4 separate regions of the Mus musculus genome follow, and regions 1, 2 and 3 are each linked to region 4. A link is a contact called in public Hi-C and HiChIP or PLAC-seq data. All regions are on one chromosome and are shown on one strand. The core of a region is the stretch at or near the end of the contact, and the rest is flanking DNA. Distances in the headings are between cores, read along the strand shown.

Evidence for each region. A called contact is a pair of places that touch in the nucleus more often than the background predicts. HiChIP or PLAC-seq counts read pairs in DNA pulled down with a chosen protein or histone mark.
Region 1: a contact with region 4 is called in an H3K4me3 HiChIP or PLAC-seq map of bone marrow-derived macrophages, with 4 times the contacts expected there. The contact joins two enhancer-like sites. A contact is called at or near these places in 3 of 484 Hi-C or Micro-C datasets (embryonic fibroblasts and uterus) and 1 of 115 datasets of contacts at active chromatin or transcription factors (bone marrow-derived macrophages).
Region 2: a Hi-C map of tail fibroblasts shows a contact between it and region 4, with 3 times the contacts expected there. The contact joins two enhancer-like sites. A contact is called at or near these places in 1 of 484 Hi-C or Micro-C datasets (tail fibroblasts) and 3 of 115 datasets of contacts at active chromatin or transcription factors (astrocytes, cardiomyocytes and fibro-adipogenic progenitors).
Region 3: an H3K4me3 HiChIP or PLAC-seq map of bone marrow-derived macrophages shows a contact between it and region 4, with 4 times the contacts expected there. The contact joins two enhancer-like sites. A contact is called at or near these places in 2 of 484 Hi-C or Micro-C datasets (both in embryonic fibroblasts) and 1 of 115 datasets of contacts at active chromatin or transcription factors (bone marrow-derived macrophages).

What each region holds. Positions count from the first base shown.
Region 1 is chr4:55,836,158-55,840,363 of GRCm38.p6, forward strand. No RefSeq gene overlaps it. Among named protein-coding and RNA genes, the nearest start is that of Gm34482, 120 kb to the right of the region's middle. Within about 2 kb of position 2,449, at least 13 of the 459 cell types and tissues checked have an H3K27ac peak or open chromatin away from gene starts, as enhancers often do. A contact at or near this core is called in bone marrow-derived macrophages, where this site is marked.
Region 2 is chr4:56,481,615-56,485,799 of GRCm38.p6, forward strand. No RefSeq gene overlaps it. Among named protein-coding and RNA genes, the nearest start is that of Gm34628, 5.3 kb to the left of the region's middle. Within about 2 kb of position 2,202, at least 33 of the 459 cell types and tissues checked have an H3K27ac peak or open chromatin away from gene starts, as enhancers often do. A contact at or near this core is called in tail fibroblasts, where this site is marked.
Region 3 is chr4:55,815,806-55,820,266 of GRCm38.p6, forward strand. No RefSeq gene overlaps it. Among named protein-coding and RNA genes, the nearest start is that of Gm34482, 140 kb to the right of the region's middle. Within about 2 kb of position 1,391, at least 28 of the 459 cell types and tissues checked have an H3K27ac peak or open chromatin away from gene starts, as enhancers often do. A contact at or near this core is called in bone marrow-derived macrophages, where this site is marked.
Region 4 is chr4:56,112,768-56,117,387 of GRCm38.p6, forward strand. No RefSeq gene overlaps it. Among named protein-coding and RNA genes, the nearest start is that of Gm12519, 110 kb to the left of the region's middle. Within about 2 kb of position 1,289, at least 178 of the 459 cell types and tissues checked have an H3K27ac peak or open chromatin away from gene starts, as enhancers often do. A contact at or near this core is called in bone marrow-derived macrophages and tail fibroblasts, where this site is marked.

The sequences.
Region 1 (4,206 bases), core at 1,199-3,698, 280 kb before region 4:
TTTAATTCCTTCCTGTATTTGGTTGTGTTTTCCTTAATTCTTTTAGGGATCTTTGTTTTTCCTCTTTAAGGGTTTCTTGCTGTTTACCTGTGTTCTCCTGTAATTCTTTAAGTGAGTTATTAATGCCCTTCTTAATGTTCTCTATCATCATCATGAGATGTGATTTTAAATCAGAGTCTTGCTTTTCTGGTGTGTTGGGGTATCCAGGGCTCACTGTGGTGGGAGAACTGGGTTCTGATGATGTCAAGTAGCCTTAGTTTCTGTTGCTTATGTTCTTGCCCTTGCCTCTTGCCATCTGGTTATCTCTGTTGTTAGCTGGTTTTTCTGTCTCTGACTGTGGCTTGACCCTCTTGTAAGCCTATGTGTCAGTACTCCTAGGAGACCAGTTCTCTCCAGGAGGAATTTGGATAAGGAGAGCTGTGGTACAGGGTCAGCTCTAGGGTACAGATAGAAACTGGAAGGATCCTGTCCACAGCTGTTCCTTGGTTCCTGTGTCCCAATGGCTCTGGGTGGATCCCTCTTGGGCCAGGAATTTGAGCAGAAGTGGTGGTTTTATCTGTGCTCACATGTTTGTCAGCACTTCTGGCGAGACTAGCTCTCTCCTGGTGGTATTTGGGTACAGAGCGTTGTGGCACAGAATCTGCTCCTGGCGCAGAAGGACACCAGAAAGAAAGCTCCAGCTTCTTTTATCACTCTCTTCTTCTAAAGAGATTTCTAGTTCATCTTTACTTTCTCACATGGCTGCCATTCTCCTAAACAATGGGCATGTTCCTCTCTTTTTCCTCTACCATCTCATCTGCCTTGGATTTTCCAATGGACCTGGCATTGATTGGTGATATTTTTCTACCATGGAATCTTTCTTTCTTGATTTCTTTAGGTGCAAACTCTTCTGATGAGAAAAGATGTTTATAGGGTCCACCTCCAGAAATGCTTGTGATGGGAAGAATAACATGGAAGGCAAAGGGCACTGGAAAGAATGGCACCTGGGCCACCTTCCAGGGCACCATTCCATGGGTGAAACTTCTGGGAGTTGGAAATATGGAGCAGTCTTACATAGAAATCCTCCTATAACACTTTATACAATTTGCAAAAATGTAGACTGGATCTCTCACTCAAGTACAAAATGCCTTCCAATGGAAGTAGGGTAGTTTTGTTTTGTTTTGTTTTGTTTTGTTTTGTTTTGTTTTGTTTTGTTTTGTTTTCTAAAAGCCTTGCAAGTAATTGCCTGGTTCTTCTAAGTAGTTTAGAGGGACATGCTCAGGCAAGATTAGTCAGCTGAGCTGCTGGAACCAGAGTGTGTGGATGTAACATTCTTTACTTTGATGATTCATTTTCTTATCTAAATTAAAAATTCTTAGTAGTCCCCTTAAGTAGTTTATTGGCTTTTTGTGAAAAAAGCAACTGAATACTAAGTTCAAGAACCACAGAAAATAGGAAATACCTGTTTTCCCCTTTTATCAATATTTTATGAGCATTGGACAGTTGTTGGCCATGGGATTGAATTATAAGAACCTGCCTGAATAAAATTTATATTAAGAGAAAATCATTTTTTATCCACACCACCTCCCTAAATAAATATTGAGCAAGTGTTTAAAGGGTACTGTTGGGAGGTGACACAAATTAGGATCTTGCCAGCTCTTACCTCCCACCTCATAAAGATGAATTCACTGTGGTGGTGGAAAAAATACATCCTGAGAATGTGAGGAAGCAAACGGTGCTCACAGCTCAGACCAGGACAGCTGGGATTGGCAGAAGGGATGGTGGAAGTCGGGTTTGGGGAAAATAAGCTTTGGAGAAGCCTTGATTTTGCCTGAGAATCATGTGAGTGGTGCCAAAAAATGCTGCTGAATTCCCAGAGAACCAGTTGATTACAATATCCAGCCCAAAAGAAGTTGGTTACTTTGAGCTTCTGGGCGGTGGGGGGGGGGGGGAGCTAGCTCTTTTCCAAGGAGGATCAAGAACAGGGATTCCCAAATGGTGTTCCCAGACAGCCTATATCAATGTCACCTGGGAACTTGTAAGAAGTATGTATTCTGTGCCCACCCTCCCTTGGCCTACTGACTCTGACAGATGATGCAGTTGCCTGTGTTTAAAAGTCAGAGGCAGTAAGGCTGAGGCACACTGACTGAGAAGAAGCTGATCCAAATAGGATGCATTCAGGTGTCAAGTTGGCAAGGGGTAGGCTGGTGATGGCTATTTTTTATTGTGAAGTTGACTAGATGTAGAATTGCCTAGGAGTCACATTTCTGGTCTTTAAGGGAGCTAAAGAGAAACGAGAGCAGGAAAGGCCCACCCTCAGTGTGAATGGCACCACTCCATGGGCTGAGGTCTCAGACTGAATTAAAAAGGGAAAGGAGAAAGCTAGCTGAGCACCAACATTCATCCATCTCTGCTTCTTATTAACTGCAGAAACCATGTGACCAGCCACCTCACACTCCTGCTCCCATGACTCCCTTGCCATGATGGACTGTGCTCTCAATGTATGAGTCAGCATCAGCCTCTTTCTTCCTTATTTTGCTCTTGTCCAGTGTTTTGTCGTAGCAATGAGAAAAGTCACTAATAAAGTGCCAGGAGATGGAATACATGTGTAGAGCATATGCAGAAAACAATGGTGAGATCCTCAACCGTCAGACTTAGCAGAGTGCTTTAGTCAACCAGGGACTTGGCATTGGCTTCCAGGCACACTGGAAGAAAGCAGTGTAAAGGAAGCTTCAGACTTCTTCCATGGTATGAGAAACACAGCTGGGGTTTCTCCCCCAGTAGGAAGAGGAGACCTTGCCCTAATCTGTAGACCTCGATGACAACAGAGAGAAAGTCTTGCTGCTTATATTCCTGCCTTTGTCTAAGACCCATGCTCAGCATGGGAACACTGAGGACAGTCAGCTCCTCCTAGGATTCACTGACCTTAAAAAGGGCGAAGAAGAGAAGGTGATGTCCACAATAGGGGCGCTGCATTGCCTGGTTGAATTGTTTTTGTCCCATTCAGTAAATATTTCCAGCATACACAGTCTGAGCCAGTCCTTGGCTAGCTACTAGGGAACAGAACAGGTCACACAGACAACCTGGTCCTTAGTGCATGTGCTGTAGAAAGGATTTGTTGTTGATGAAGGAAAATCCAGGGAACAATGTGTGGGCCACAAAGCAGCACCTGTAAGATGCCTTAATTAGGATGAGGACCGATTTGACAGCAATACCATTAACCATTAACAGTTGTGCCAGAATAATAGGTGTCAATAGGGATGTTTCATGGTCATGGTGTCATGCTGTGTAGAGATAGCAATATTGACTGGTAGGGGTTGGGGATCCAAAGCATGAGCATTGCACCACATTTGGTGTGCTGTCTTTCCAAGATTCCTCTGTATGTAACATGCCTTAGCACACCAGTTTCTAGAATCAGTACTAACCATAGTCAGAGGAAGGAGGCAGCAGCTTCCACCCCATAGAGAGCACCGTTCACTCCCATGAGGAGCCAGCTATAGCTTCAACCTCCACTGGCTTCTTTCTGCTTGGCTGCTGTCCCCAGCCCTCTCTGACAATCAAATAGTACAATGTTGGGCAGATTTCAAGACTTCTGGGGGTGTCCTCTGTCTCTTCTAATTTTGCATAGCCATGTTTTAGGAGGCTATTCCAGCATACTCAGGAAGACCTCTTTTCTTCTCTTCAGATCAAAGTTACATTCTGTATATCTGTTATACAGGACCTTTTGCACTGACGTCCTTCTGATTCAGTTACCAGTGTCCCTATTCAGTAGCCACCAGGTGATGTGAAAGCATGATTAGACTATTCATTTATTTTTTTAAACTGTTATTTACTGTAATTGCATGTGTGTATACATAGGGTATGTGTGTATGTGTATGTTTGTGTATGTATGTGCGCACACTCGCATACATTAGCATGTGTAACCGTAAGTGTGGGGGTCAGGAAACAATTTTCAGATGTTTGTTCTCCCCTCCCCCCACCTCGCTCTGGAGGCAACATCTGTCTTGTTCCCACCATGCTACATTCCCTCCAGGTGAGTTAGCCCCTGAAGCACCCAGGCATTTCTCACATCACTGCTACCCTCTCTTGCAGGATTACAGTTGCATACTACTGCATCCATTTGCTTTAGTTCTTGTTCACTGGTCAGCCACTGGGGACTGAGCTCAAGTTTTCCTCCTTGTTTGTGAGGTATGGAGGCACTTCTGCCTGCTAAGTTGTCTCACTGGC
Region 2 (4,185 bases), core at 952-3,451, 370 kb after region 4:
CTGGCTACGATGATTCTAGTTAACCAGGTTCATTCTGCTCAAGGGCACGCACAGCACCAGGTGATGAGGAAAACACCGAGGGAGCCGCCCTCCTGCTCTCCCGGTGTGGGACTGGCAGAGCAGGTTCAGGGCGCTGTGCTGGCAGCCTCAGAGGAGGATTAAACAGAACCTCCCTGCTTCAGCTTTGCCTTATTGCGGTGTTCTTGGGATTTCCCACTTTCTGCTCTTTACCGGTGGCAGAGTCCTTCTCGTGTAGCAGCCATAGACTCATGCTAGGACCCCCTTTTGTCGGTGACTCCTATTTTGCATCTGCCCAAAAAGCATTCCAATAACTCAATAGCTACTTTTTGGATCAGCATATGAGTATTTTTTTAACAAATGAAAATTTTTGACAGTTTGATATATGTATATACATCAAACTGAGATATATAGATATAGATAGGTATATAAATATCAAAATATCAAAATTTATATAGAGATATATAGATATATATGTGGCAATATTTCCCTCCTCATTACCTTCTGTTATTCACTTCCTATCCCTTTGAAGCCCCCTTTCCTGTTGATTCCTTAAATAGATGTGCTGTCAAATAGATGTGCTTCCTTCTAAATATTTATGTTTATATCAAGAGTCTTGTGCCTCTCTCAGCCACAGGCAAAGAAGCTCTGTTTTGCAGAAAGCAGTGGTTAATACGAAGACTCATATTTGGTCAAAGTACAGAATAATTGATTGTTAACTGTACATCACTCAACCAGACACACACACACACACCAAGCCCAAAGAAAAGATGAGATTTTGCTCAAACAAACAAACAAACAAAAAATCCATCCATTTTCTCTTCTGCATTAGAAAAGAAATGTCAGAAATCCTTGCCTTTGACTGATTAAGACCCCAGTTTGGTGAAAGGAGAACTGTACTTTCATGGTTGTTTCAACTGGCAGGGAATTATCATACAGACTCAGAAAGAAAGGGGAAGCTCAGAAAAACAATCTACTTGAAAAAAGCCGGGTGGTGGTGGCGCACGCCTTTAATCCCAGCACTTGGGAGGCAGAGGCAGGTGGATTTCTGAGTTCGAGGCCAGCCTGGTCTACAAACTGAGTTCCAGGACAGCCAGAGCTACACAGAGAAACCCTGTCTCAAAAAAACAAAAAAAAAAAAATCTACTTGAAAATTCTTGTCAGTAAGACAAACTCCATTTCTCCAGCCCAGGCCCTTCTGTGAACGCAGTCAGAGCCTGGGTGGAATTCTGAACAAGGCACTGACAAGAACAGGATCCTGACTTCAAAGGCACGGCAGTCCTGACTCACACACTGTCTTTTTAGTCTTCATGTGAGATCTGAAAGGAAGTCAAAACAGTCACTGTGTTTTTCCCAAATCTTCAGATTTTATAGGCTTCAACACTTGGTCCAACTGAGACCTTTGGAGTCCCAGCTCAGCCTACCACTTGTGCTTGCCCATGCATTTCTCTTATCTCCTTCTAGCATCCTAGATACTTTCTCCATCTTTTGTTTGTATGCACATTAGAATATGAAGCTTATGAGGACAGATTTTTTTGAGTGCTCAGGCATATACTTGCCTTGCACATATCAAGTGCTGAATAAACTTTACTCGGTGGATGAATTCATTACATGGCTCTGGGGATTTTGGTTACCCTCTTTGAACCTCAATTTTCTTTCTTATAATCTAAAGGAAGCCTGCATGGTCAGATTAAAGACTAAATATGCCCAACTCAGTCTAGACCATAATAATATGTGTCTGTTTTATTTATTCGATATTGACGATTTGGGGCTATCGGAGTCCTAATGAAGGTCAACAATCTCGATGTGGGGATGTCAGGGAAACCCATCCTGTCACAACCTAAAGAATGAGTGATAGAATGTCCTAGAAGAAAAGGGGGAAGAGCACAGACACGGTGGATGGCTAGGCAAAACTTTGAGCCTACAACAACGCACTCTAATTTTTCCTATTGTCTATGCTCTAAACTCCTGGATCAGCTTTGGGGGCCCTGATTCTAACCAACCAGAGGCAGGTAAATCTCTAAAGCCGCGGCAACATGAGCTTTCTCTTGCGGACACTGTTACAGGCTGGGCTCTGTGTGCTGTGAACAAATCGGCAGAGATGGAGGGGTCTGTGCAGTGACTACACCAAGTAAAACAAGAAGGCTTTCCACTCCGTGACACACCTATGACTCAGTCTGCCCGGACAAAGCTGGAGGTTAAGTTTCCTTGCCAAAGCTGCAAGGAGAAACATGACACCCTTTGCTGGCTAGGAGTAGAACACGCTTTATTAACCCGGCCTTAATTATATTCCATTTTGAGATTCAATAGTTTCGATTGCAACACTGCATGAAACCAGGGTGAGTTGCACCCCATGGTACTCCCATTGACAAAGTGCCTGGGAAGCAGTGACCCGCTTCTGCCAGCCAGTTAGGAAGGCAGTGTGGAACCTGTGCCCAGCTCTGGGGGAGCCCCTCAGATGGCTCCATCGTGACATGGCTGAATTGGCAGCCAGTTAGGTCAGGGAAACTCACTAGAAAAGTCAGAAGTGAATGTGGCACAACTTGTACGGTGTCATAAGTGACCAGGAACTGGAAATGCCACCTTCGCCACCCAGATGAAGTTCTTTTCAACTCATCATTCGCTTCTCTCTATTCTCACTTCTACAAGAAGACAGAAAATGCCCATTAACTCTGAGGTAGGCATATCAGAGTCAACGCTATCTGAAGTAAGGGAATGAATCATTTACTCTTTATTTTGAAGTCAGTTTCTCCACACATTTTGCCTGATGTCCTGTGTTTCCAGATCAAGACACCGAGACCCCTGTTTGCCCGAACAGCCGGTATCTACAGGGTAATCTTAACATCTTCCTAGTATTGACCACGTTCTTCCTTAGGTAACACACTGAGAGGTTTGTATAAATCCTTCATTGAAATACCACGATAGCTTTATGAGGTAAGCATGCACTTCCATTTGTCAAGTTCCCTCATTGAGAAAAAGGCAGAGATGGGGTTCAACTCAAAGCCCACACAGGCATCCTAACTGTGGTGTTCTACCTCTCCAGCTGCAGCCTGGAGAATCACACTGAGTCTGCATGCCCCAGAAGTCCTAATAGATGGTGGCCTCAGTGATGTTTGTTGATTAACTAGTTAAATAGATAGTCTTAAAAGGCCTTAGACTGGGAACAAAAGGGTTAGTTGGATATCAGCCCTGACAGCAGTATTCCAAATGGATTAGAGCCGAGACATCTTCCTGGGTGTTGGCCTTCCCATCTGAAGAGAAAATTGGATGGACTAGATGACCTCTGATCTGATCCGGGGTCTTCCCCCAAGTTCACCTGCCCAACCAGCATCCAAAGATGGCATTAGGGATCCTCCTGTTTCCCTGGCTTCTTCCCTACACCTGAGTCCACAGGCACACAAACAGACACTTATTCTGACAACACCTTGGCCCAATCTCCCATGAGTCATGTGTCAAGCTAGCCAGGGAGGTAGACATGCATATGAGTTACTGATGAAAACACAGGCTGGTGACTGTCTGCCGGAGGGGAGTGTAGTCAGCGCAAGCAGGACTCCTTTCTCCTGCAGGACTCAGACACGAAGAATGGGCTTTTGTGAGTGCAAGGCAACCCTCTCTTCAATCAGGGAAGCATTCAAATGCCCCAAAGAGCCTTCCTGCACAAAGCATCATTCAGTCATCATTTAAGTCATGTCGCTCAGTCAACTAGCACAATCCCCAGACAGACAGAGATCGTGTAAAGTGTTAAGTCAATAATTCTCACCTAAAGAATCCACAATCCTGGGTGAGACCACCATGACCCAAACTGGGTATGCAGGAGTGAACAAAGAAGGTGCTGCTTCTAGAATAGGCATGGGAAAGGAGGAGGCAGGGCTGAAGATGGGGACTGGCTCCTCAACAGACGTAGTATTGGAGCTTGTTTGCTTGTTTTTACTTGTTTTTGTTTATAAATTTCCATACGATATATTTTTATCATATTTTATCACCCACAACTCCCACTAGATCCTACCTGCCTCCTTGCTCACCTAACTTCATGCTCTCTTTCTTTCTCTCTCTCCAAACACAAAACTGTCTTGAGTGTTTCTCCTCATGCAGTATACCTACCTTTATATAGTTGGGTCTCTTGCTAGCCTAGAACTCACCAAGTAGACAAGGCTAGCTGCCTAGTGC
Region 3 (4,461 bases), core at 141-2,640, 300 kb before region 4:
ACACCTGTGGTATATGCACACATGCACACACATATAAATATGCTAGTGTACACACAAAGACATACATAGCATATGCACACACATATGAGTGTGTGCATATATACATGCATGTACCCTCACACACATGCTCCTTCAATCCAATCTCGCACTTGCTTCTTTCCAGCCAGTGATTGCATGTGGCTGGTGGTTTCTGTGATTGCGAAATAGTCTTGAAATACCAGTGAAGAAAGTGTTCCTCCTGCACTTGTGGCCACCCCCCCACCAGGAACTTCAGGTTTCTTTCTGCCCCCTTGAGTAGGGAAGCACTCTTGGGGTGGCTCTGTGGAAGAAACGCACAGGCTGATAAAAGAGGCAAGGTACCTCCCTGCAACATACACACAGACAGCCCCTCTGTAGCTTCTGATGGTCCTTTGGTCCTAGTTGGAATTCTATGCATACTGGATAAAACTAGTCATGAATCAGCATGGGTAATACTAAGCCAATGCAGGGAGATGTGGGGAGACAGGAGCCCTGGATCTAGGCAGGGAGCCCCTCAGAAGCAAGCAAAGCTGAACAGCCTGTGCCTGGCGTACACTCAGCCCCATGAAGGAAGAGGAGAGCTTATCATAGACAGAAGTGAATCTGGAGGGAAGGATGATTCTGGAAGCTACCAGAGGGAACAGTGAACAATGATCTGAAGCCAGAGTAATGGTCAGAATTTCCTTAAGGATGGCTTTTCCAAAAGAGAAAGGGTGAAAGTCTATGGAAAGACTTGTTGGGCTCAGTATCCAGCTAGGAGATGACTTCTCTGTTATGTCTACTGTGCTGGCTATCAGAGAACCAAATAACAAGAAGCTACGTGAAAGGGTTGTGAGAACTGCTCTTTCTTCCTAGGTCTACTGGAAGCTCATGCATGACCTTGAGTCTCAAGGTCTATGTATATTTTGGGTTGTTTAAACTGATCCCAACAAGATGATCCAGGATTGACTACTTGTTATTTCTGCTTCTCTGAAATAGTTTCCCCATTCTCCTCCATTTCCCCCCCACACCCCTATCCTTTTAATGATTATCATTTAATAGTCTTCCATTGGAATACAGACTTTTAACAGCAGCAGAATGTATGGTTTTCTCATCTCTGATCTCCCAGAGAGCTTCAAATGAGACAACAAGATGTGCTCAACACACAGATCTAGCCAAATTTCAAGTGATGAATGTGTGTGTGTGTATGTGTGTGTGTGTGTGTGTGTGTGTGTGTGTACACCTAAGGAATACACCTGGTTCTATTTAGGGGACAAAGGTCCTTTGGACCTCACAGTCCAAGGTGACAGAGAGACAAGGAAACTGGTCATCTGTGTGAGTGAGTGGTGCTACCAGTGGTGGTAGAGAGCAGGGCAGAACTCTGCAGAAAGAAGTAGTGCATTTGCCTCTGCTGTTTCTCTGTGGAAGTGATATGTGGGGGTGTGGGGGACTTGGACTATTGAGGCAGCAAATAGAGGAAGTAAATGCTATCAAAATAGAGGAGCAAGGAGGAAATAAAAGTTCTCCTAACAGAAATGCAGAGAGGCTGGGTAAAGCCAAAGGTTGGACTACTTTTCCTGCGGGTTTTTGGAATTGGGATTACTCTCCAAAGGACAAAAATGATCAGGGAAGAGACCTCCCTTTGGCAAGTGTGACACTTGCTATTTGCCAAAAAGCAGACATGTAAGCATTCCTACATCCATCAGGAAGTATCCATGCGAGGTTGGGGAGGATGCTTCCAGAAGTTTTTTGTTCCTCTTTAGGCCACCTGGTTTGGCCACTACCGCAGATGAGGCTAGTCCCATGGTTGCCTTGTATACTCAGATCCCTATAGAGGGTATGGGGCCACCCATGCCAAAGTGTGCATCTGCACATCTAGGTTGCATAAGTCTATGGAGAAAGGAAGTGCTGATCTGAGAATAAGCAGCTAGGTTATAATCATGGCATGGGGCTTCCAGAGTGGGCTGTTTGCCATGGACTAGAAACATGATACATGCAAAATTTCCCGTTTCAATTCCATATGGACCTCCCAATTAGATCTTCCAGCATTTAGTCACAAATCCAGATACCCTTCTCCTGTCTAAGAATTTACAGCATAATCCATTTACCCTTCTGTTTGTTCATTGCTGTTGCACACTGTACTGCCACATATGTCTGTTGTCAGTAGATAGGCAATGGTTGACCAGATGGTTGGATGGATTCAGAAGGTGAATAATGATAATACAGAAAATCATTCCAAACAAATATAATGGAGCATTCTGTGAGCTATGTTATGGGGAGGGGATGTCTCAGGAATTCTGGGTCTCTGAAGATCTCTCTTCTCTAGATGAGGAAGGCAGTGAAGCACCCCAAAAGGTGAGAATGGGAAAAGGCAGGGGTGTGCTTAGTCCTGAGGTATGTTTCAGGGATAGGAAGCCATGACCAGAGTTGAGTAAATATTAGGCTAGAGAGGATAATGGAAGACGAAGCTTGAAGTCATGACACAGTGATGACATTTCCTCTTCTTATATATGGAAACAACACAGATAACACAAGGACTTTGTTTACATTGGATCTCAAGAGTTTCCTCTGGAAACTCTAGAGTTTTAAAATTGTTCATAACAGCCTAGAGTTTACTCTAATGTTCTCTTGTCATTATTAAAAGATTCTGTGTTTCTGCTGGACACTTTCAGATACTTCCTTTGTTTTTCTTCTATAGATGATAGACTACATTGGAGTTCTGTCATGTTTCTGTTTCTCTTCTGAAGTGCACAAAGTTGAGGATGATAGAAATCAGTCACAGTAGCCATTGAAACTTTATTGAACACCATACTCATTTTATTTAAATTGTGACAAAGATTGACAAGAGGCTAGTAGAACACTTTAGAACTCAGTAGCTCTTCACTCTCAACTCAGAGATACCTTCAAAAAAAAAAAAACCCTGTTTGAGATCATTTCTAATGTGTGTGCACAGGTATGCATATATGTGTGTGCATGTGTGTATACATAATTGGATGACAGAAGTCAATGTCAGGACTTTTTCTTGAACACTATCTTAATTTTTGAGACAGGGTCATTCGCTGCATCTTGAGCACACAAATTCAGCTAGGCTGGCTGGCCAGAAAGCCTCAGAGATCCTTTGTCTCTACCTTCTCATGACAGGCATTGCAGATGTGGGCCACCCATACTCAGCTTTTTATGTGGATCCTGGGAGCACAATTTGGTTCATCATGCTTGTATGGCAAGAGCTTTACTGACCAGTCCATCTCCTCAGTCCCCCTATTTTCTTAAATAAGTTGTTCTATATTGTCACCAAGGCAATTATAGGAAAAAATACCTGCAGCTGGGCATAAAATGATGACGTTTAAGTAGTTACCATGACATTTACTCTTTAGTGCACTTTTGCCTATAAAATTCCGGGGATCGAGAGACTTGTACACATAAGAAGAATGGACATTTGAGATTTGAATATGCATTAGATAGTACTGAACTGTGTTCCCTCAAACACAGTTTTGAAGTAATATTTTGAAGTCCTCATAGTACCTCAGAATGCAGCCTCATTTGGTAATAGTAATTATGGATATATATTAATTAAGATGAAACCATACTGAAGTAAATGGATCCTTAACCCAACGATGGGTGGCCTTGCAAGAAGACGGGATGAAGATACGGAGAGGGAACAACATTTGATGGCAGAGGCAAAGACTACCATGACACAGCCACAGTCTTAAGTGATGTCTAGATAGCCAATCCTGCCTGGCAGCTAGGAAGGGAAAGAAAGCATCGGTCCAGCATCACAGAGGATGCATGGTCCTGCTGCCACCTTGATTTTTAGCATCTTAGCTTATGAAAGAATAAAAGAAAGTATTACAAAATATCTATCATTTAAGCCACATAGTTTGTAACATTCTTTTCAGAAGCCATGAGAAATTCACTGTAGATATATAGTCTAAAAGAGATTGAGAGCTGTTGGATCCAACATTGCTGTCCCAGGTGCAATACTCTCACTGCAGTTAAAGCTTGAATCAGATCCTCAGGTAACAAGGTTCAGAGAGTTCTTGGGAAACATTTTTCAAGTACATTGCTGAGACCCATGGGTTCTCAATAATACCTTAATTAAACCAGGTTTTAAATTAGATGGGAAACTTCACAACAGTGAGAGGAATTCAAACTATGAAGAACACTCAGCACATTCAGCATCATAAAAACTCTCTTTTTTGATGGCCCTGTCTAGCGTTCTTCCATTTTTACCATAGATGTGTTCCTGCCACCTCGGCCTACAGACATAACTGTGAACTGCTCCCATTCCCCACATGGTACTGTTAATATTATCTTACAATGTCTCCCTAATGATCCATCTGGGCATGGCTCCCTAATCATTTAACCAAGGCATGTCCCATGGTCATTAATTTGAATGCTTTAAATTTTATAAATTCATCTACTTTTTGTGCATTTATTTATTTGTGTGCACATGTGAATAGGTGT
Region 4 (4,620 bases), core at 39-2,538:
CTTTAACATTTATTAGCCATTTAACATCTTTATTTTTCCTTTATTTTTAAGACAGACAAGAGATTGGACCGTGTCTTCAACGTACATTTCTTTATCCTTAGCAGCTAATACACTATCTACATTTTTAAATGCACAAGAGTATATTTATTTATTTTTCTAATTTTTCAGTCTGTTGGATGACAACCAGATGAGTGTTGAATAAGTGGAGAAGATACAGAGAGTTTATAGACGTCATCCATCCTGCTTTAGAATGCTCAGGGTGGCTTTGGAACTCAGAAGAAAGGAGAGAAAGTATGCATGTTTTATCCTATTGGTTCTCTGCCATGAGTTTCAGGATGAATCTTTTAGTTACCAATTGCTATTTTATAAATGAAAACACTTTAGGTCAAGGTCATGCTTTCAGTTAACAGAAGAACTGACATTCCAATGTAAACCTCTCAGATGTGCGCCAACGCTCTTTCCGCTCCTCCCAAGGCTAAGCTGCCTCCTTACTGATGAAGGCAACAGCAACAGCACCTCATCTTCTCGTCCAAGGCACTTCACAGCCAGCACCTCCTTGGTGCTGGCATGGCAGTTGTCTCATGGGGGATGCGTTGAGCCCTCTGCTTTGTGACAGAGCCAGCTGCAGAAAGCACAGCCAACAGCTTCCAATCAAAGGAAATCCTGCAAAAACAGCTTCAGCGATCTCCTGGGGACTCTCCCCTTCACAGACCCTGGCAATAAATAACACGCAAAAGCCATCTGCCCATTGCCAAGGTGGACTTCAAATGGGGTGGGGCAACAGTATTAGAACCTTCCACTTGGCATGTGCACTGTCAGCCCATTCCAGAAATTAGTTCACAGGGAGTAGATGAAGGGAATGCCCACTTCCCCAGCAGCTGACTCGTGGGAACTCTGAGCTTGAATTAGCAGGAGGAAAATGCAGCTTGCTAGCCTTCAAAGACCATTTTCCCAGCTAAGCCTTAGACGGCTGCTTTGACATGTGTTCAGAACTACTCCCAAACAAGCACAAACACAGCAGACTCCACTGATCAGGGCTGCAGAGCTGAAGGATGGAATCTCAAGCATGATCTGTGAGAACAGAAAGTCCCAGCACAGGCTCCACGCAAGCTACTTTAAGCTCCAGCCCTGCATCCTGTAGCCAAGGATGGGTGGCCCCGGAGCAGGAAACTCTTGGCAGCCTGCACTGCGTGCTTTGCCTGCTGACAAGAGCACACCCTGGCCTTGGTTATTGCCCTTATAAAACAGCTCGAGGAGAATGCAAGCCAAACGTTTTCAATGTGCCTGGAAGAAGAATGTTAACTATGATTGCGCAGTCGAACAGTACAGTACTGCAACAACACGCAGCGTTGCTCAGGGGAGGGGCCAGGAGATGTGGCTCAGGCTTCCTGTGGCTTCCCTGCCCTTCTCCTTCCTGCCCTCAACAGCAAAGCTTCCCCACCGCTGCCCTGACAAGGCCCTCACAGAAGAAACCAAGCATTGGGGATTTTTATGGCTGTAATTAAGAGTCAGAATCCTTTCCAGCTAGAAGCTAATAATCTCATTTGCGTTATTTTAATTTTTTATTTTAAAAAGTCTCTTTATTCTAATTAATTCACAAACAAAAACATCATGGAGCTGGTTTAAGGAAGTCAGTAAAACATTTGCTATATCCAAACTTTATACATCCAAATGAACCAATGCTAAAGCTATGGAGATTTTTTGGGGGGAGGGGGCTACACATTCGCTATTAACTACACATTCTGTTCATATTTGCAACTGTTTTTTCACTATTTGACAATGAGATCGTTTGTGATAAAAGAGAAGCAAAAATTAAAGGCTGTAGAGGTCTTCATGAAGGATGTTGCCTATTAACATTCACCCTGTAGAAGAAACCTGGTGTGGTGTATGCAGATTTCTCCACATTCATGGTCTGTTTCTACTAGGCTTTGTGGAGTATTTCCCCATATTTTAACAAATCTCTAAATTGGGGAATTGCCACCCACAAGCTGAAGAGAAACAAGTACCACAGGATATTCCTACCAGAACATATAACCCAGTCAGCCTGCTCCTCACTCAGGAGCCAGAACATGTTTATTGTACTAAAATCTCACTCAGATCACACACACACACACACACACACACACACACACACATCATCATCATCATCATCATCATCATCATCATCATCTCAGTTTTAGTTCTGGGTTATTTTTTCTAATAATTTTAATGAGATTTAAAGAGGGTAATAAAAGCATGTGTTTGTCCCTCTAAAAGAGAACAAAACATCATCTTGCCTTACTTCATGATGAAGTATCACAAGGGTTTCAACCAAAGGAAAAGGACAGGTGACATCACTGTTTCTTGTTTCTCTGAAAATTTGGACCATAAAATAGAATAAATTAAGAACTATGGGAACGGGCTGGAGAGATGGCTCAGAGGTTAAGAGCACTACTGAATGCTCTTCCAGAGGTCCTGAGTTCAATTCCCAGCAACCACATGGTGGCTCACAACCATCTGCAATGGGATCCGATGCCTTCTTCTAGTGTGTCTAAAGACAGCTACAGTATACTCACATACATTAAGTAAATAAATAAAGGATTTTAAAAGAGAACTATGGGAACAATAGGAAACTATTACTATTTGATGACTACTTAGATAAGAGTAACAGTTGTCAGCACTATTAGGAATCTGGCTTGAAGAAATGGCCCAAAAGTTAAAAGCTTATACTGCTCTTTCTGAGAACTGGGGTTCAGTTCCCAGAACCCACAGTGTGTAGCTACTTAAATGAAACTGTAGAAGATTCAAAGAGAAGTATATAAAATCCAGAGAAGTTTTAAATTCCTAGATGAGATGACCAGATAAGGAAGCAATCTTCCTAAAATAATGTATAAGTGTAAAGGTAACAAAATAGGATTTTTTTCTTACATTAGGAAAATTGTTTATCCTGAGAATGCTGAAGGAGTGAGCAAATAGGCAAGCCAATGTTTAAAACAATGGGTATGTGGAAGAATTTATCAGAAAAAATGCTATTTCACATTGTGATCGCCGATGGTATTGTTAGAAAACTGGGTACTTATACCAGTAGAACGAAACAGAACTTCTAAAGTTAGCCATAAACACCATAGAACTTCACAATAATACTGAAAAATAGGAAATTCAGTGTGGGGTCTGGATAGACATCTCCGTGGATAAGAGTGCATGGAGTTCTATAGAGGATCTGAGTTTAGTTTCCAGAACCCACATCAGGGGGCTCACAAACACCTAAAACCCCATCTCCAGAGGATCCAGACCTCCATGGGCACTGTATGCATGTGCACAGACCCATATTTTACACACACACACATACACACACACACACACACACACACACACACACACAATTAAAAAACAAGTATTTAAGGAAGCCCAAAGTAGAAAAGGTTCAACAGTGATCAAGTGATCTTGGCAAATGTGTCTAAAATTAATCATCAGACAGATAAAAATTGACTTGATCTTCATCTTGTTTATTGATAAATTCAAATTCCATATGCTTTATATGACATCAAACATAATTATTATTAAAAGATTCAAAATGTAGTTAATGTCTCAATTACCTTAAAATTAGAATGTAACTTTTAAATATAAAATAAGTGGGAAATGAAAAATAATGACTCATTAATCACAAAACTTAGATTTAAAAAAATAAACAATATGTGGGCTAGTTCAGTTTGACTCAGGGTAGAATCATTTGGGAAGAAGGAATCTCAACTGAAAAAATAAGCCCCACAGGACTGACCTGTGGGCAAGCCTGTGGTATATTTCCTTGCTTGATAACTGACATAGGAGGACCCAGCCCACTATGGGTGGTGCCACCCCTAGGCTGCAGATGTGGTTTGGACTGCTATCAGAAAGCAGTGTGAATATCAAGCCAATAGAAGCACCATCTATGGCCTCTGATTTATTCCTGCCTACAGGTTTCTGCCCTGGACAGGTATGGTAGCTTCTATTGTGTAATACATGTGTATCACTTGTATACTTCATGAAAACTCTTTAACAGCAACTAAGCTTAACCTTAAGATAACAATGCATTAGCCCATTTTAACCCACTGCTAAGGTGCACAGTGAAATTGGTTATTGGTGTACATAAAGTGCAACTAATGAGAGTAATTGTAGTGATTTTCACAATGCCCTATATCATGTAAGCATATGTGCATTTGTGTAAGGATGTGAAAGCCAAATACACGTGTCTGAAAATGGCCAAAAGAAGTGACTACCAGTTCTGACATTGAGTGTTTGGCTCATAAAAATGTGATGCTGTTTAGTTTCCTAGAAACCCTGCCTCATCAGGTGGATTCCACATAGCTCATAGAGTCAAATAATCACGAATGCTTTCTGGAGGGGAATTTGGAAAAATGACTGAAACATCTTCCAAATGCTCCTGCCAATGACATACCTTGGTATTGACCATGAGATGATGCTAACAAATCCATACAGATTTTACAGTAAAATACACTTACATGCTACAATTAGCATATTGAAATAAAAAATTGAACATAAAGTTAGGTAACTATAGTTATGGTGGTCAAATACTGCGCTGTCCCTCCCCCACCTAGGACATCCAAGTTCTCTCACCTGTGCATACACTGCACTGCATGAGAT